Linked DNA regions of Mus musculus: region 2 is linked to region 1. The links are chromatin contacts, called in public promoter capture Hi-C maps. All regions are on one chromosome and are shown on one strand. The core of a region is the stretch at or near the end of the contact, and the rest is flanking DNA. Distances in the headings are between cores, read along the strand shown. Region 1 holds the start of Cd38 (CD38 antigen). Region 2 overlaps Gm42427 (MLV-related proviral Env polyprotein-like).

The links. Promoter capture Hi-C pulls out the DNA fragments that hold promoters and counts their contacts.
Region 2: a promoter capture Hi-C map of embryonic stem cells shows a contact between it and region 1, with 2.9 times the contacts expected there. The contact joins the enhancer-like site here to the promoter of Cd38 in region 1. A contact is called at or near these places in 8 of 39 promoter capture datasets (the 3T3-L1 cell line, cranial neural crest, embryonic stem cells and 5 more), 1 of 15 datasets of contacts at CTCF or cohesin (the NIH/3T3 cell line), 1 of 484 Hi-C or Micro-C datasets (cortical neurons), 2 of 115 datasets of contacts at active chromatin or transcription factors (embryonic stem cells and pancreatic cancer cells) and 1 of 9 other capture datasets (embryonic stem cells).

What each region holds. Positions count from the first base shown.
Region 1 is chr5:43,867,203-43,870,059 of GRCm38.p6, forward strand. Cd38 (CD38 antigen) reads left to right here and starts at 1,607. Exons shown (of 8, transcript NM_007646.5): 1 at 1,607-1,918. The coding sequence starts at 1,674.
Region 2 is chr5:44,142,878-44,145,931 of GRCm38.p6, forward strand. Gm42427 (MLV-related proviral Env polyprotein-like) reads left to right here. Exons shown (of 1, transcript XM_030254993.1): 1 at 1-464. Among named protein-coding and RNA genes, the nearest start is that of Gm42427, 3.8 kb to the left of the region's middle. Within about 2 kb of position 1,269, at least 16 of the 459 cell types and tissues checked have an H3K27ac peak or open chromatin away from gene starts, as enhancers often do. A contact at or near this core is called in embryonic stem cells, where this site is marked.

The DNA.
Region 1 (2,857 bases), core at 357-2,856:
GCCTAACATGACTGCCTTTCGAAAGGCCCAACAAGCAGCTGAATGAGTCCGATGCAGATATTTACACCCAATCAATGCACAGAAGCTGGTGACCCCTGTGGTTAAATTAGGGAAAAGCTAGAAGAAGCTGAGGAGGAGGGCAACCCTATAAGAACAGCAGTCTCAACTAACCTGGACCTTCGAGACCACTCAGACACTGAGCCACCAACCAGGCAGCACACACCAGCTGATATGAGGTCCCTAACACATATACAGCAGAAGAGTGCTGGGTCTGGACTCAGTCAGAGAAGATGCACCTAACCCTCTAGATACTTGGGGCCCCAGGGAGTGAGGAAGTCTGGTGGGGTGGGGGGTAGGGATAGGGGTGGGGACATCCTCTTGGAGAGGGGGTGGGGAGGAGGAGGTGAGGGAATGTACCAGGAGGGAGATGAAGTCTGGACTGTAAAAAAAGATTAAAGAATGTATTTTTAAAAAAGAAAAAGAAAACACAGGAAAAAAAAGAAAGAGAGGGAGAGAGGCACACAAAATGAATAAGCAAAATGACAGCAAACGTTTAAAAAAAAATGAAATGCACAGTCTAAAAAAGTCCTCCTGACATACGGAGCTGCAGAGACTTACTCTCCTGCTGCCTTCGGAAGGATTCTCTGTCATCCTGTAGTATAGCTGCAATGCTGCTTTCCCGCATCTTAAAACAGAACAAGGGGCTTTCCTGCCCCAGCTCTTGCATCCAGTACCCTCTGCCTGAAAAGTGTCCCGTGAAAATCCTGTGTCATGATCCATTCTGTGACAAGTCTCTGTTTAAGCAGAAGAGTGCGGGGTCTTCTTGGGAAGGAGAGCCAGGAAGAGCCTTTGTATTTGGGGTTCCCATGTGGGATGAAGTATTACTGCACATGAGATGGGTTGCGAGCATCCTATCAACTCTAAAATCCTACCTTTGTCAACCCCCTAGAGTAAGCAGCAATAACTTACATTTATTGAGTAATCGGTTGTTATGTCTTAGGGATTATGCTAAACACCTAGGAGGTATTAAGCCATCTAATCAAAGCAAGCTTTGATGTAATGAATGTGAGGCTCTGCTCACATCTATCTAGTTCAGAGAGGTAAGTTTATCTTAACAGCACTTTACCATCTGGGGCTGGGTTTGAACTGATACCTCCTGAGAAGAGGGGCAGAGTAAAGCTGAGACTTTAAAGATACTTGGGCAGGATTTTTATCAAAGCTCAGAAGTAGAGGTAAGCAGGCCATTCATTGCCAGGCATTTGGGTGAACAGAGAGAGAGAGGGAGGGAGGAGAGGGAGAGGGAGAATAATTTTACACACACACATACACACACACCTGAGCATAAGTAGCAAACATGTCAAGTGTCAAGGTTGTTGGTCAGGAGTATTCTGAAGCTGTTGTTTGTGTACCAGCAGAGGCTAAAGTGCTGTCTTCTCTTGGAGAGAGAGGTTCTGGTCAGTTTGCTCTGGAGTCTGGAAGTAAGCAGTTGGAGTGCCTGTTGACAACCCAAGAGCCTTATTAGTCCAGTCACCTCCGTGGAACTTTGGAGCAGGAGTAGGGGGTGGGAAAGGAAGCAGATAAAAGCAAGTGAAAAAAAGGAGGAGGGGCAGGCTCTGACCCAGTCAGCCCTGTGCTCTCTTCCTGCCTAGCCTGGGCCAGTCTTCGGGAGCCCAATGGCTAACTATGAATTTAGCCAGGTGTCTGGGGACAGACCTGGCTGCCGCCTCTCTAGGAAAGCCCAGATCGGTCTCGGAGTGGGTCTCCTGGTCCTGATCGCCTTGGTAGTAGGGATCGTGGTCATACTTCTGAGGCCGCGCTCACTCCTGGTGTGGACTGGAGAGCCTACCACGAAGCACTTTTCTGACATCTTCCTGGGACGCTGCCTCATCTACACTCAGATCCTCCGGCCGGAGATGAGGTGAGTTGGCTTCTGAGGCTCACTCTAGGCACAGTGCGCAGCGGGACACCGGGGAAGCAGGCTGTGACTCAGCTGGAGCTCTCGCGGCGGGGGGGAATCTTCCAGATTGTCCCAAACAAAGAATCTTGTGTTGTGGATCAGCTGGAAGCCGAAGGGCAGTGCTGAGCGGAAGGTCTCCTGTTCAAGTTACCAGAACACCGCCTGCACAATGCCTCCTCCGTTTTGGCAGTGTCTGTGATGGGGGCGCCGATCCTTGCTGAGCTCTGCAAAGATGCTCGCTTCCCACAGAGGGTCCTGAACTCTGAAGGAACCCTTAGGGCTATCTTTGGCCACAGCCATGCTTCTGGGACAAAGATTACTCTCAGGCACAGGAACTTCACATTGTCTTTTGGCTTGTGGTTTCCATCAGACACCGCCCCTGCCCAGAAAGTTAAGGTCACAGGCGACATTTAACTAGGTGGCTTGCTCAGCTTGCTGTGGGGGTGGAAGGGGCCAGGAGGATTTTTGTGAATTCAAGGTTAACAAGGGCTGCACAGCAACATTGTAAATTCCAGGACAAGCTTGGGTTACAAAGAGAGACCTGACTCAAAATAAGTTAATTAATTTTAATTAATTACAACACAAAGAAAACAAAAAACAAGCCCAAACAGCATCCTGGTCTTTTTTTTTTTTTGCACCTGATCATTAATAAAAACAAAACAAGACAGACTGTCAAAACTGAAATATTACTCATCAGGTAAGCGAAATCCACTTGGTGATCCTGTGTAGACCCTTGGGAACATCATCTTCATTGGTCAATAGAGTCAGCCCATAGAACCCCTTCCACCCACTACCTGCCCCAGAGGGAATGATTTATGTTGCTTCTCCCTGGCATCATTTTAACGTAGAACTGATTTCTGAAGTCAAACAGAAAGCCCAGCAGGCTGGGAAGGCACACGC
Region 2 (3,054 bases), core at 19-2,518, 280 kb after region 1:
ACTAGCTTCACTGATTTAGAAAAATAGAGGTGCACAGTGCTCTGGCCACTCCTTGAACCTGTGTGTCTGCCAATGTTCTGACCAGGTGTGTGCCCATTGTTGAACCTTCATTAGACCCTTTCCTCGTACCCCTCCCATACCCATTTCTTGAAAATAGACATTGTTTAGAACTAAAAAGTCCCACCTCAGTTTCCCCAAATGACCGAGAAATACCCCAAGCCTTATTCGAACTAACCAACCAGCTCGCTTCTCGCTTCTGTAACCGCGCTTTTTGCTCCCCAGCCCCAGCCCTATAAAAAGGGTAAAAACTCCACACTCGGCGCGCCAGTCCTCCGATAGACTGCGTCGCCCGGGTACCCGTGCTCCCAATAAAGCCTCTTGCTGTTTGCATCCGAATCGTGGTCTCGCTGGTCCTTGAGAGGGTCTCCTCAGATTGATTGACTACCCACGTCGGGGGTCTTTCACCACCACAATACAGGATTGTGTTCCCTACCCCAGAACCCACAAGTTGAAGTCCTTAGTCACAAGACATCAGAATGTAACCTAGTTTAGAGACAAGGTCTTTAAGGGGGCAATTGTAAAACTAAAATGAAGTCCATTGGGTGGCTCTTATCACGGCTGCCTTCTCCCCACAATAAAAGAAGGGGACATGCAGACACATGGACTGGCATGTTCAGAAGGTAGAGGCTCTTAAGAGACACAGAGAGATGTCAGCCTCAGCAGCAGGGACACATCCCTCCCTCACAGTCCACACTCTCTGGTACTTTCAGCTTCTAGAACTCAGAGGCACTACGGGTCTGTTGCACAGGTCATGCAGTTAGTGGCAATGTCATATTAGGCCTAACAAACAATTCCAAGTTGCGGCTTGGAAAGGAGGTAAGTCACCCCACAGGGCCCGTCCTTTTGTGCAGGAACACAGGTCCCAAGCTTTTTGTTTTGCTTTGTTTTTTTCTCTGGGGTGTGGTCTTCTCTCAGAGTGGGGCATCAGAGCCCTGAAGTAGCTGCAACCCAGAACAAGCTGCAGTGTAATCAGAGAAGGCTCTGTTCTTACCACAATTCACCCTCCTACTGCCACGTAGGGCACCGCTGCCAATTTTCTTCCCTGGTGTCCCAAGGACAAAGCACCTGCTTCTCAGGGGGTCGGAGGATCTGATTCCCTGCAGTTACTTCCTTATTTATGAGACAAAGCACCATGTGTGACTTGGCCTCCTTCAAGCCCATTAGACGGGAGAAGGAAAAGTTGAATTCAAATGCACTGATATGCAAATACAGGTTCAAAGCAAGGTCTCTGGGGAAAGCCTGCTTCCCAGCATGTATCTGGCTACACCACACCTTTAAAGCACAGATTAGCCTTAGGTTCCCCGTTTCACATCCAATAAAAGCAAAGTTCTAGGAACGAAGTGAAACTTGGTGTCAAGGTGAGAAACAACTCTCACCCCAAAGAAATAAAAAAGATGGTTTTATTTTGGAGCCAAATAGGAGTGACCATAGCCTGAGAACGAAGACTTGGGTGTCCCCAAATGGCATGTTCTATCTATAGTTATCTGTGGGACTGAAGAAGGCAGTCTGGTCTATGTTTTGGTCGGGAGAGGCTTACTCTGGAAACCCAGTAGAAAACCCTACAAGGGACAGAACAGTGAGCTACGCCCCTAAACTCACCTGACACCAGGAGTCCTCAACTCCACCATTCTGTGACTATCAGTCCAGAATCCACCCTCACATTTACCTGACAATAGCCAGGTATGCTCCTCCCCACAGTTACCCTGCAACAGCAAGGTAGCCCCCCCCCCCCCACTATAAAAGGGACCCTTCCTCCCTCTCTTGCTTCTTCTTGTCTCTTCTCTCTCTTACCTCTTGCCCTCCTTCTTTCCCTCTCTTCTCTCCTATCTCCATGTGGTCATAGCCAGACTCTACTTCCCTACCTTTTCTCTCTCTCTGCTTTTCTACAATAAACCTGTACAATAAACCACGGACCATCTCTGCTCATCAAGGCCAGCCATGCTAGAACAATGGAATAGGCCTTGCCCTAGCTGCCCACTGAGCTAGCAGCCTGAGATAGCCAGACTCTCACCCACATTGGAACCATCCAGTGCCTTCTCCCCTTACCCCTTTTCCCTTCGACCCTGGGACAGACTGAGCCACTCCTGGGGGGCCCCACCAGTTCTCAGCTCTTCCGCAGTATCCAGCAATGTCCTGAAATGCCCAAGAGCTAGAATCTGTTGTCCCTGGCTTCCATGAGGCCCAGGGACCCTCTCCACCCCCGCCCCCTCTCAGACTGGGGTTCCGTGACTTCCCACAGCCAGATGAGACGTGGAGAGCGTGCGGCAGTCCCCTGTGTCTGCCCACCCAGAGCCCCGGAGCTCTGGCAGGACACAGGTCATCTCTCCCACCCCCTTTATTTCCACAGTCCTTTGCTTTTTCTGTTTGAAAAACATCTGGACGGCTGGGGAGACAGACAGCTCAGTGAGTAAACTGCCTATCACTAAATCATGAGAACCCCAGTTTGAGTCCTCATACACATCTAAAAAGTAGAAGCAGACAGATCTTCAAGTAGGTACAGGGGAGGGGGGTTGTAGCATTTAGGTCCACAAGGTATCAGAGATAACCACTATACATATATACTATACAAGCCAACTTTAGTGAAGCAGTCTTTTCTCAAAGGGCAACAGAGCACATAGCAAGTTTCAGGTCATTGGACGATCTGGGACTTTCAATTCTTTCCACCCACTTTGACATCATCGCTCCCATGAGCTCAGCTCTCCAGTTGCATGCTGGGTTATAGGGGTGAAGCAGAGTCAGAGAACAAATGTGTTCCCCTGAACATTCAACATTGAGGAAGATTCAACAAGTTTAGATGTCATCACAAGCATTAGCCATTTCTTCCACCTTGGTGACCCCAGGGCACTGTTCTCAGCCTGTAGACTGGGAGGGGTGGGGTGGAGGTGGCTCTAGATTCTGGCGTTCCCAATGAAATGGGGCACCAGGGTGATGGACAAGCAGGCAGGCTATGGCAGAAGTCCTGATGCCTGCACTTGAGGGCTGAGGTGACACAGA